Regions from separate parts of the Mus musculus genome. Here region 2 is linked to region 1. Evidence: chromatin contacts called from public HiChIP or PLAC-seq data. All regions are on one chromosome and are shown on one strand. The core of a region is the stretch at or near the end of the contact, and the rest is flanking DNA. Distances in the headings are between cores, read along the strand shown.

Region 1 (5,258 bases), core at 1,678-4,177:
GCCACTACAGCGCACAGGTGCAGGGTTGGTTTCCCCTGGAGTGACCCTTAAGCAGAAGGCATGGAGGGGTACCAAGGCTCTGTAAGAAGGAAAAGAAAGCGGAGTCAGAAGGACTGGACCCTGAGCTTGGAGGTGGTTTACGGTCCCAACTTGCAAGAAGGTCCACCTGGAGGTTGGAAAGTACCGGCACACAGTAGATACTCAAATAAATAATTTTTAAAAACAGTACAAATAAATGAGTAACCTTCGTAGCAATTCTCAACCCCTAATCTGACTGTCACCCAAAGAATCTATCTCTGTTTCAGCACCCTTCAATGGGGTCAAAGAATGAAGGACTACTCAGGCCATCGAGTGGGGGAGGAGATGCTCAGAGGCCCAAAGGAGCATCTGGGGCCATGTCCCTCCTGCCCCTCTTACTTTCCCCTTCCCCCCAACTCAACCCCAAATGTCGCCAATTCAGCGCTTCTCAGGGACTAAACTTTATGTGAAGCCTCCGTTCCCCCCACTTTGTTCCCCCCCCTCCCCCCCGCAGTACGAATGCGGCACTGCGGCTCAGCGTCCTTCCTGGCCCAGGACGCAGCACGGTGGGGGGCGGGGGCGAGTGGAGAATGGCTCTCCCGTTACCCACTTTTGCTAATGCCCCCTCTTTTCCTGAACTCACCCCCAAGCTATTCCCACATACCTCGTTCCAGGGTCTCTTGGCCCAAAGGAAGTTTCAGGAAGGGGCGGGGGGAGAAAAGAAACTATGACCAGAGCTATCAAGAGAGTCTTCATGAGGCCTGGGAAGTTACTGAGGCTTATAAACTTCCAGGAGAGCTCTTTGAGGGACTCTGGGGTTTCTAAGAAAGGAGAGGGTGGAGAAGAGAGGAGGACCGCGGAGGGTTCTGGGTTTACACCAGGGGAAGCAAACAGAAGAGTGATGGTAGGGGGTGTGGGGAAGTGGGGGTGAGAGGGTGAGGGGAGCAAGGCTGGGAGAGGAGAACCTTGCGGGTTGAGCTATCCCAGGAGGGGCTGGGGTGAGAATTGAGAAATTTCTGGGTTGATGACTTGGATTTGAGGTGACACAAACTTCTGAAAGTCACTTGGCAGAATGAGAAAGTAACCGGGGAAGGAGGGATGGAAATGAAATTAATCCCGGAGACACAGGGCAGGTGTGCAGTTGGAGGGAAGGATATACGAACTGTGAGCAATTCGGTGGGAGGGGGGGGAACGACACACATACTGGGGGTACTGGAGAGGATAAGTATAACATAGGGCTCTTTTGGAGACACAGGAGTGGAACCTGCTGGACTCGAGGGAGGAAGTCCTTTGAAGGAGGCTGGTAAAGACGGTGAAGGATTTAAGGGTTTAGAAAGGAAGACGCCACCCCCAGCACACACTCAGCTAGATTGTGGGAAACTGTCCTGACTAGGACCAGTAGTTTGGAGGTTCAGAAGGCTCTGAGGGTTCCTTGGGGGGCGGAGATCTTCTAGAACTTTTGAGAGCTAAGAGCAGAAGATCACAAACAGCCAGGAGGCCCAAAGTTGAGAGAAAAACAGATCTAGGAGTTGGGCCCAGGGAGAATGAGGGAGGGCTCCAAGGAGGGAGAGATGGAGATGGAACTTCAGAGGGTCTGGAGATGGGTGGGACCTGGGACACTGAGGATCGGGAATAAGAAAATGGCTTTGGAGTGTTCAAGGGACAGTGGGAGAAGTTTTGAAGAGGCTGAGGCCATTCTGGGGACCTGCCAAAGGTCTCAGAAGGTGTGTGAGAAAGGTGGGGTAGGACTGTCAGGGAAATCCAGCTAGGAAGCTGTTCCCCAGGATCTATGATGACTAGGAGCAGCAGCGAGTTGGGGTTTAGAAGGTCCCAGGGACGCTTAAGTTTTCGGGAGGTGTCCTTGGAAGGGTGGTCTAAAGAGAGGGGTGTGTTTGCAGGGGTGCAGGGAACTCCAGCTGCAAGGAGGAAGGGCTTCCAGAGAACTGGAGGGCTCAAGAGGAGGAGGGACACTGGGATGGAGTGCTCCGGAAACAGAGCGGTTGGGATAATTAGGAGTGCTCGGAGAGCGCGCTCACCCTGGCAGCCCGCGACGAGTAGGGGTCCTCAAAAAGCGCCCACACACGGGGCTGCCAGCGCCGCCACCAGGTGCCGCCCGCGCCGCCCGCGCCCCCGGCAGGTCCTCCGGCACCTCCGCCCGCGTCCTGAAAACACAGACGCTTGAGCTCGCCGCCTGCCCCGTCCAGGCCGCCGCCTCCTGCGCCCGCCTCGTCGTCCAGTCCCGCATCGTGCGCGCCTCCGGCGTTGGCGTTGGCGTTGGCCGAGGAGTCCGGGGCCTCGAAAGAGTCCAGTGCCTCCTCAGCGTCACGGTGCTGGCGATAGGTCATCCAGCAGCAGGCCTCCACGTCCGTCTCGTCTATGCCCCAGAAGCCCAGCTCCTCCTCGAAGAGCGGCCCGCACACGTCGGCCGGGCAGTGCAGTTTGCCGGTGCGGTAGTAGTTGAGCACGTAGGCGAAGACGCCCGGGTGACGGTCGAAGAAGAACTCGTCCGTGCCCGGGTCGTAGTCAAAGCGCGCGGCCGCCTCGGGCTCGGTCAGCCCGGCCAGTCTGGTCCCTGGCAGGGTGCGCAACGTGGAGCGGTACGTCTCATGGCGCACGCCGCCCACGTTGATCACGATCTTACCGCTGTCGCCGCCGCCGCCGCCGTGCCGCCCCATGGCCACCGCCGGCAGCCCGGGGCATGGCTCGGCACGCCGGCCCCCAGGCCCGCAGGAAAGCGGGGCACCCGCCGGGGAGGCGGCAGTGCCGGGCTGAGAGCACTGCTGCTGCTGCGGCGGCGGCAGAGGCGGCGGTGAGGACTCAGGCGGCTGCGGCGTTGGCACCGGCTGAGGCTGCTGCTTGCCGGTCCCCTGGCGCCCGCGGAACGACCAGACGCACACTGAACTGAGCATTGGACAGGGAGGCGGGGCTGGGAGGGGGCAGGGTCTCGGGGGCGGGGCCCGGGTAGAGAGGCAGACGTGATTGGACAGGAGGAGGCGATGAATGGATGGGAGGGTGTGATTGGGCAGGTGGAGGGAGGGCACGAGCTGATTGGGCTGAGCGACTGGGCGGGGCCACGGCTAGGCAGACTCCGACCCAGCCTAGCTAGAGGAGGTGGGGTTGCACAGAAAGCTCAGGGATTGGATCCTACCTAGGAGAGGGCGGGGCGTCAAGGGGACCCTAAAAATGCCTAACTCAGCAGCACAGCGAAAATGGAGACCTCAGAGCCAGGTATGGGAAAGAGCCAGGTACCGTGAAGGAAGGGGGATCAGGCGTTCAAGGTCATGCTACAAAGTGAGATAGAGGCCAGCCTGGGCTGCATGAGACTCTGCCTCGAAAAAAAAAGGCCTATCAATTCTGGTGGGGGTAGGGGTGAGGAACGGGTTGGGGGGTGGTGGGTGGGGGGAAAGAAGTCACAACAAGAGAAGCTGACAAAAAGAAAACAAATTGCCTAGAGCCCGGGCAGGCGGGACCTGCACTGAAAAGGCAAATGAACGGGAAAGTAGGAGTAATTGGATGCAGCGAGCCCAAGAGATTATTAACAATCCTTATTGGGCCGCGACAATGAGGGGGGAGGGTCTCAACTGGGGTGAGGGCGGTACAAGGGAACTAGAGGTGGAGTTGGAACTTGATTAAATAAAAAAACTCACAGGAGACAGTCGAAGCGGAAGATACTGGGACGCTATGGTAAAGGAAGGAAGGCGAGGCCTGGGAGCCTCTGGATGAAAGCTGGGGAGGGGCGGAGGCTGCAAGTTGTGGAGTTGAGGGAGGTCTTAGGTTCGCTGTCCTCCTGCTTCAACATTAGCATCCCAAGTAGCTGAGATGACAGATGAGCACCACCATGTCCAACTGGATGTTGCAAATTTGGACTTCGTTAGACGGGGTTAGACCTGGGCGAAGAGGATCCGGACGAATGGGAGACACAGGCAGATGGACAGGGTCTATATCTTATATGAAACACCTTCAATAGTCCAGAGGAAGATGCGACTAGTAAGTGGATGGCAAAGTGGGGCGCTAAAAATGAGCATTTAGAGAGCCAGAAGCCTCCAGGCTGGTGGGATGGAGTTCTGGAAATGAGATGCCTGTTAGGGGAAGGACACTCATTGCTGGGCACGGGGCTGGGGGTGGGCTGGAATAGAGAGATTCATTGGTAGAGACCCCGGAGGATGGTCCACTACGTCTTAGGGAAGGGGCAAAAGTTGCCAGCTGGTGGAAGAAAGGGGATGAAGCGTAGACAACAAAGAGTGCAGACAGAAGGGCCAAGAGATGGGTAAAGGAGTGGGGACCAGGCATGCAGGAAAGAGCGCCACCGGGAGCACGGACAACAGCCTCTCAGCCACGAGGTCAGACGGGACCATTGGGAAGGGGCGGGGTTATGGAGGGAAAAGTGAGAAGCCAGAGGAAAGACCTCACACCTCCGAGCGGGTAGGCCCCGCCCTCTGGGCGGTCTTAGGCGCAGGGCCGGCAGTGCGCGAGTGCAGTGGCTGCGGCGGGGGCTGCAGCGGGAGGAGGCGCCTGCGGGAACGAAGAGGGCGGGTCACGGGCTGCGGCGGTCGCTGGCTCCTCGCCTTCCTCTGCAGGCTTTACGCGGGTTCGTATTCCCGTCTCCAGACCCGTTCCCGCTAATGTGTGTTTGTCACCTTTCTCCGCTGTCTCTGTCCTCCTACCTGTCCCCACCACTCTACGTATCCGGTTTCTCTTTTCTAAATCTGTTTCTCCATGTCTCTATATGTGGATCTCTCCTTTCTCCTTTGGGTCTTTGTCCCCCTCCTCTAGGTATCAGGTTCTCTCTCTCGGTCACTTATCTTCCCCATCTGGATCTCTCTCTCTCTCTCTCTCTCTCTCTCTCTCTCTCTCTCAGACTCTGTCTCTCCCTTTCTGAGTCTCTTCCCCAGCTTCCTATCCCCACCCCTCCCTGGGCTTTTGTTTCTCTCAGGGTCTCTGTCTTCCTCTCTCCCTGGATCTTGGTTCCTCTCTGTCTCTGGGTCTCTTGGCCCTAGTCTTGCCTTGGTCTCTGTCTCCAGGTCCAGATTTTTAGTTCCTCTGTTTCTGGGTTCTCTACCTCAGTCTAACCCCCGTCCTGGCAGTAGTTGAGTCTGTCGCTCCAGGAGAGTTGCAGAAATGGGGCCTGTCCTGCAGACCCGGGAGTGCATCCTCACCCTCCTCCAGACCCTGGAGCCCCCTCCTCTGGAGACTTCAATACTCTGATGGAGGCGCCAGGGCAGAAAATAGAAAAGAGGCGC
Region 2 (5,258 bases), core at 1,038-3,537, 740 kb before region 1:
TGTGGCTGTGGGCATGATGGAGTTCATCTCTCTCCTTTGAGTGGCTCTGGTGACCATGGACCTGGTGTTCATTATCATCAGAGTCCTCCATCACATCCACCCTCTCCTCCTCCTCTCCTCCATCATCGTCATCATCTTCCTCTCCGTGGCCATGGTGGGCATGCCTGGGGACGTGACGGTGATACTCACTGGAGACAATGCCATCCTCATCTTCGTGGCTGTGGCTCCTCTGTCTGGGGAGGTGGTTCTCTGCCGAGTCTCCTAAATCTTCATTGTCATGTTCCCGGTGCCCGTGGAGCTGTCTAACATGCCCTCTGAAGACCTCTTCAGAGACATTCTCCTCTCCAACCTCGCGGCCAGGGTACCTGTGGTCTTGGACCCTGTGGCCATATTCCCTGGAGAAGTCTTCACCCTCTTCTCTGTGGCCTCTGTCCTTCTCACCTTGATATCCCCGGTGGATGTGGTGACCAAACTCAGTTGATAGGTCCTCTGAGGACCCAGGGATGCCTGCATTGTTGTTCCAGTTGCCCAGGCCCAGACCGGCCCCTCTCAACTCCTGGGTCACCACTGGAGGGACCAGCAGGATGGCCACTGTGGCCCAAAGGAGACAAGTGTGCAACCATGGCCCCTGGAAGCCCATGGGGACGTTTAGCAGCTGAGCGTCTGACCAGGCTGGCTTCAGCTGCCTCTGATGGGTCCTTGTGCCTTTTTGGCTTTGACTTTCAGATTGTCCCTTTTGTCGTGGTATAGCTCCCACTCTCTGCCTCTCTATCTTCCTCAGGTCTTGGATGACCCTCTGAGGATGTCCCCTTTGCAGCTGTGACCCTGGTTCCAGGACCTCCCTTCCCACTGCTGGACCAATGGGGTCTGTCCCCTCCCCTTCTTGCTGCTAAATTTATCCAGAGCCTAAGTTATTCTGGTCACTCCCTGCCTGCCCCTCCCCTCCTGTTCCTCTGGCTCAGGACTGGGTGGTGGAGGGGTCTTCATGGCGGGGGCGGGGGGGGGGAGGCAGGGACGTGACAAGCTCAAGTTTGGCATTTTTAGCACAAAGGCTGAACGTTTAGAGTGTCTTGCTGGGAAAGCCTGGGGCTCTGGGAGAGGAGGATGCAGGAGCAGAGGGCCCCCTGCAAGGTAAACACTGGGAAGCGTGCAGGCAGAATGGGACATTCGGTGTGACAGTGGTGTCCTGCAGAAGCTGTGGAAGACAGTGAAGGAATACTGTGCCCAACACCCCATGACCTCCTCTCACTGGAACTCAGATCTGGGGACAGGGGACCAGACCAGTGCTATAAATACAACAGGGGGGAGGTGCTGGGGGCTCAGGTTACTAGGCCTCAGCTGTCCCCACCAAAGGGACTTGGCTGCAAACAGGTGTCACTGCCTTCTCTGCTGGTCAGTGTCACCCACCCCACACTTGTCAGTATATCCACCGTCTTTGAGTTTTTGTCCTTTATGAGTCAACCCCCCCCCCCCCATTATAGTCACTGTTCTGAGCTTCCGTGTTTCTTCTCAGGATTCTAACCTCTCCTCTCCTACTGTGTCTTCCCTGATCCTTCTCTTTGATTCTTCTCTCTCTCTCTTTCTGTGTGTGTGTGTCTGTCTGTCTGTTTCTCTGTGTGTGTCTGTCTGTCTCTGTGTGTGTGTGCCTGTCTCTCTGTGTGTCTGTCTGTCTCTGTGTGTGTGTCTGTGTTTGTCTCTGTCTCTCCTCTGTGTGTGTGTGTTTTCTCTCTCTCTGTCTCTCTCTTTCTCCCTGTATCTCTGTCTCTGTGTGTGTGTCTCTCTCTCTAGTTCTCTCTGTGTCTCTGTTCTCTCTGTCTCTCCTCTCTGAATCTGGGACTCTGTTGCTCTATCACTTTGTATTTCTATCTGTCTCTAACTATCTCTGGATATCTCATTCTTTTTCTGTATTGCTGTCTTCATATTCTCTCTCTCTCTCTCTCTCTCTCTCTCTCTCTCTCTCTCTCTCTCTCTCTCTCTGGGTCTCTGCCCCCTTTTCTTTCTCTGGGTCCCTCTCTTAGTTTCTGTCTCTCTCTCTCTGGGTCTTTCTCTCAGTCTCTGTCTCTCCGAATCTATGTTTGTCCCATGGCTGACATCTATCGTGTGCCCCACTCTGCTTCCTTCGTTCCTCCGCTTGCTCTGCCTTCCAACTCTCGGTCTTTCTTGTCCCCCAAACCGACCCCATCACTGGTTTGGCAGCAGAGTTTGTCCCTCCTCCGCAGCCGCCCTCTCCCCGCCTCCCGTGACGTGTCCCGGGACTCCCCGCCCCGGGCTGGGCTGCGAAGTTGCGGATCCGGTTTGGTCGGGCGGGTCGGCGGCTGGAGGAAATACACGGAGCCTCAGGGGCTGCGGCAGCAGCATGGTGGGGCCGGAGAAGGAGCAGGTATCGCACAGCGTGGGGCTGGGAGTGAGTGGGGTCCAGAGGCGGAGCCAGCTCCGGGGATCCGGGTCAGATGCTGCAGTGGCTGGACCAGGAGTTCCCAGACCGAGCTGCGTGGGTTCCTGGCTGAGCCCGAGGGAGGAGTTCCCAGTGTGTCCCGTGGGCGCGCGGGGTTGTCTTCGAATCCTGTGGGTCTGACTCGACTCCCTGCCCTGCCCTTCTTGTTCCGGTTCTCAGAGCTGGATCCCTAAGATCTTCAGGAAGAAGGTGTGCACGACGTTCATAGTGGACCTCTCCGATGATGCGGGGTGAGCAGTTCGGGGCTGCTGACCTGGCAGCGTAGGTTCGCGGGCCCTGCCCCACTGCAGACAGGCTCCGCCCCCATAGACTGGACTCGCCCCACTCAACGCAGACAAGGGTGCCCACCACAGACTGACCTTCACTGCCTACCGCAGGAGGTCTTGGTGCACAGACACACCCCACCCACCACAGAAGTCTCAGCTCAACACACTCAGACCCCGCCCACTAAGGACCTTCCCGCCTTCACTTGAGACAGACCCCTCCCCCTGCCCTTGTTTTGGGCCACCCTGCTTAGGGCACGCCCCGAATTCTTCATTCCCCTCTAGGTGGGGATCCATTCTGTGTCTTTGTGTCTCTGTCTCTTTGTGTCATTTGTCTCTGCTTCGGCTTTCTGTGTCATCCCGGCTCAGCGAGCATAGCCACACAGCCCTGCCAGCCTTACATAGCTCTGCAGCTTTGGGATAGTAATTCCCTTCTAGGGCTGCGCTTGTCACCTGGGCACAGAACAGCTCCTCCCTTCTGGGGCCGCTGTGCAAACTAAACAAGGTCACTCTGGGACATTTCTGGAACTCTGCCCATCACCTAATAACATCTAATAAACATCCGGGAATATCTGCAACTCCCATGAGAAGAAGAGGGCAATTGCCACTGCAAGCTGTGCTGTGCTGTAGGTGGCAGGGGACAGGAGCAAGCCCTATAGGCTTCTTGGCTGCATGCTTAGTCTCCCTAGCGGGGTCCAGCTTTAACTCAGTTCTCAGGGTAGACTTTTGGCCTTGGGGCAGTGACACCTGATTTCCTTAGTGTGACTTTATCAGGAGCCTGTTGTCCCACCAGTGTGGGACAGGAAAATGTTGTATAAATAAACAGAGATACTGGTTTACTGGTGGGTCTGGCAGAGGGTCACAGACAGCGTGACTAAAGTCAGTGGGACAAGATGGGAGCTGGTGGGCTACAGGTGTCATTGGAAAGATGGTGCAGTGTGGTGCTTTGAAGGTGGCTCTGGGCCTTGGAAGTGCTCGGTCGAAGTCCTCCCTAAGGACAGCCCAGCGTGGCTTGAAAGTAGAGCAGAGTTCAGGCTGTCAAGAGTGTTGTGAGTGGGAAGGTTGGTGGTAGACCTCATGGGCTCTCAGAGGCCATCCCGAGTGTGGTTTCCTGGGGCTGCGTGAGGGCGGGTAGGAATTCAGAAAGGTGAGAAGAGATTGGGACCATCACCAAGATGATGAGCCCAGGAGAAGAAGCAGGTTTGGAAGGGGATGCTGAGTGCCGGTCCTTCTGTGTACATGATGGGCCTTGGAGACGGGCAGGGGAGGATTGGGACCCTGCTGGTACTTAGCAGAAGAGTGAGATTCATACTGGGGTCTGAGGTCCCAGCTATAGGTGGAGATTGAATCCATGGAGGCAGGTGAGGAAAATACAAAGGCCCCCTGTCTCTCTCGCCTTCCTCTTCTTTCCTTCTTACACCTCTGGGCTTAGGGTGTAATTCAGGGGTAGCACACATACTTAGCATGTGTTGGGTTCCGTTCCCAGGACCAAAAACCCAAACCCAAGAAACCTGAGCACCAGAAAGCCACCAGGGGCTGTAGAGATGGTCCCGTGGTTAGTAACTCTGGCTGCTGTTATAGACAAGCACTCAGTGCCCAGCACTGCCCAGGCAGCTCACAACCACCTGTAACTCCCATTCCAGTGGATCTGACGCCCTCTTCTGGCCTTCACAGGCACTGCACACCTACGGTACACAGACACACATGCAGGCAAATCCTCACCCACAAAATTAAAAACCAAAACACTCACCCAACACCCCCCCCCCACACACACACATCTCTTAACACCTTTAAGACAAGTGCTAGCGGCTGCTGAAGTGTCTTAACTGTCTCTCTCGGCCTCTGGGGTTGATGGGCTAGCGTGTCATTGAGGGGTAGCCAGGAGGCTAGCATGGATCCTGGGTGCTCTGAGGGAAGCAGAGGGAAAAGAAAGACACCATGAGAGGTGCATTACAGTTTTGAGGAGAGGAAGGACCAGGCCAAGGTTTCCAGAAGGGGTGCATTCCATGGTGGCCAGTGGAATGTCTCACCTTCTGACAGTGAGATGACACTTGAATGGAGCCATTGTGCCTCACAGCCACACGGAGCAAAGGTGACAGGAGGCAGGCGGGCAAGGGAAAGGTTGCCAGCACCATGGGACCAGAACCTACTTTCTTCTGTGACAGTGATGCTCACTGTCCACATTGAGTACGGTGACTAGTATCAGTGACAGAGCCCTGAGCGATGAACTGTGTGACTAGAAACGGAGTTTTCGTTTGATTTAATTTTGTGTGTGCTCCTGAGTGCAGGTGCAAATGTGTGCCCTCGTGCATATAGAGGCCAGGGGATGGCCTCAGGAAGTGTTCCCCACGCGCCGTGTGCCTTGTTTTGTAAGACAGTGTTTCTCACTAGCGTGGGGGTGACCTGGCTAGCCCCGGGGATCCTTCTGTCTTCTTCTCCCCTGCACTGGGATTGCAACTTGTTTATGGGTCCTAGGGATAAACTCAAGTCCTTCTGTGCTCAAGGTGGGCACTTTCTCCCCTGAGCTCCGCTTAAGTCAT

Evidence for each region. HiChIP or PLAC-seq counts read pairs in DNA pulled down with a chosen protein or histone mark.
Region 2: a contact with region 1 is called in a FOXA1 HiChIP or PLAC-seq map of pancreatic cancer cells. The contact joins the promoter of Trpm4 here to the promoter of Kcnc3 in region 1.

What each region holds. Positions count from the first base shown.
Region 1 is chr7:44,588,555-44,593,812 of GRCm38.p6, reverse strand. It overlaps Kcnc3 (potassium voltage gated channel, Shaw-related subfamily, member 3), which reads right to left and starts at 2,927. Exons shown (of 4, transcript NM_008422.2): 1 at 2,055-2,927. The coding sequence starts at 2,927.
Region 2 is chr7:45,330,809-45,336,066 of GRCm38.p6, reverse strand. It overlaps Trpm4 (transient receptor potential cation channel, subfamily M, member 4), which reads left to right and starts at 2,287. Exons shown (of 25, transcript NM_175130.4): 1 at 2,287-2,380; 2 at 2,615-2,685. The coding sequence starts at 2,357. Hrc (histidine rich calcium binding protein) reads right to left here and starts at 798. Exons shown (of 6, transcript NM_010473.2): 1 at 1-798. The coding sequence starts at 640.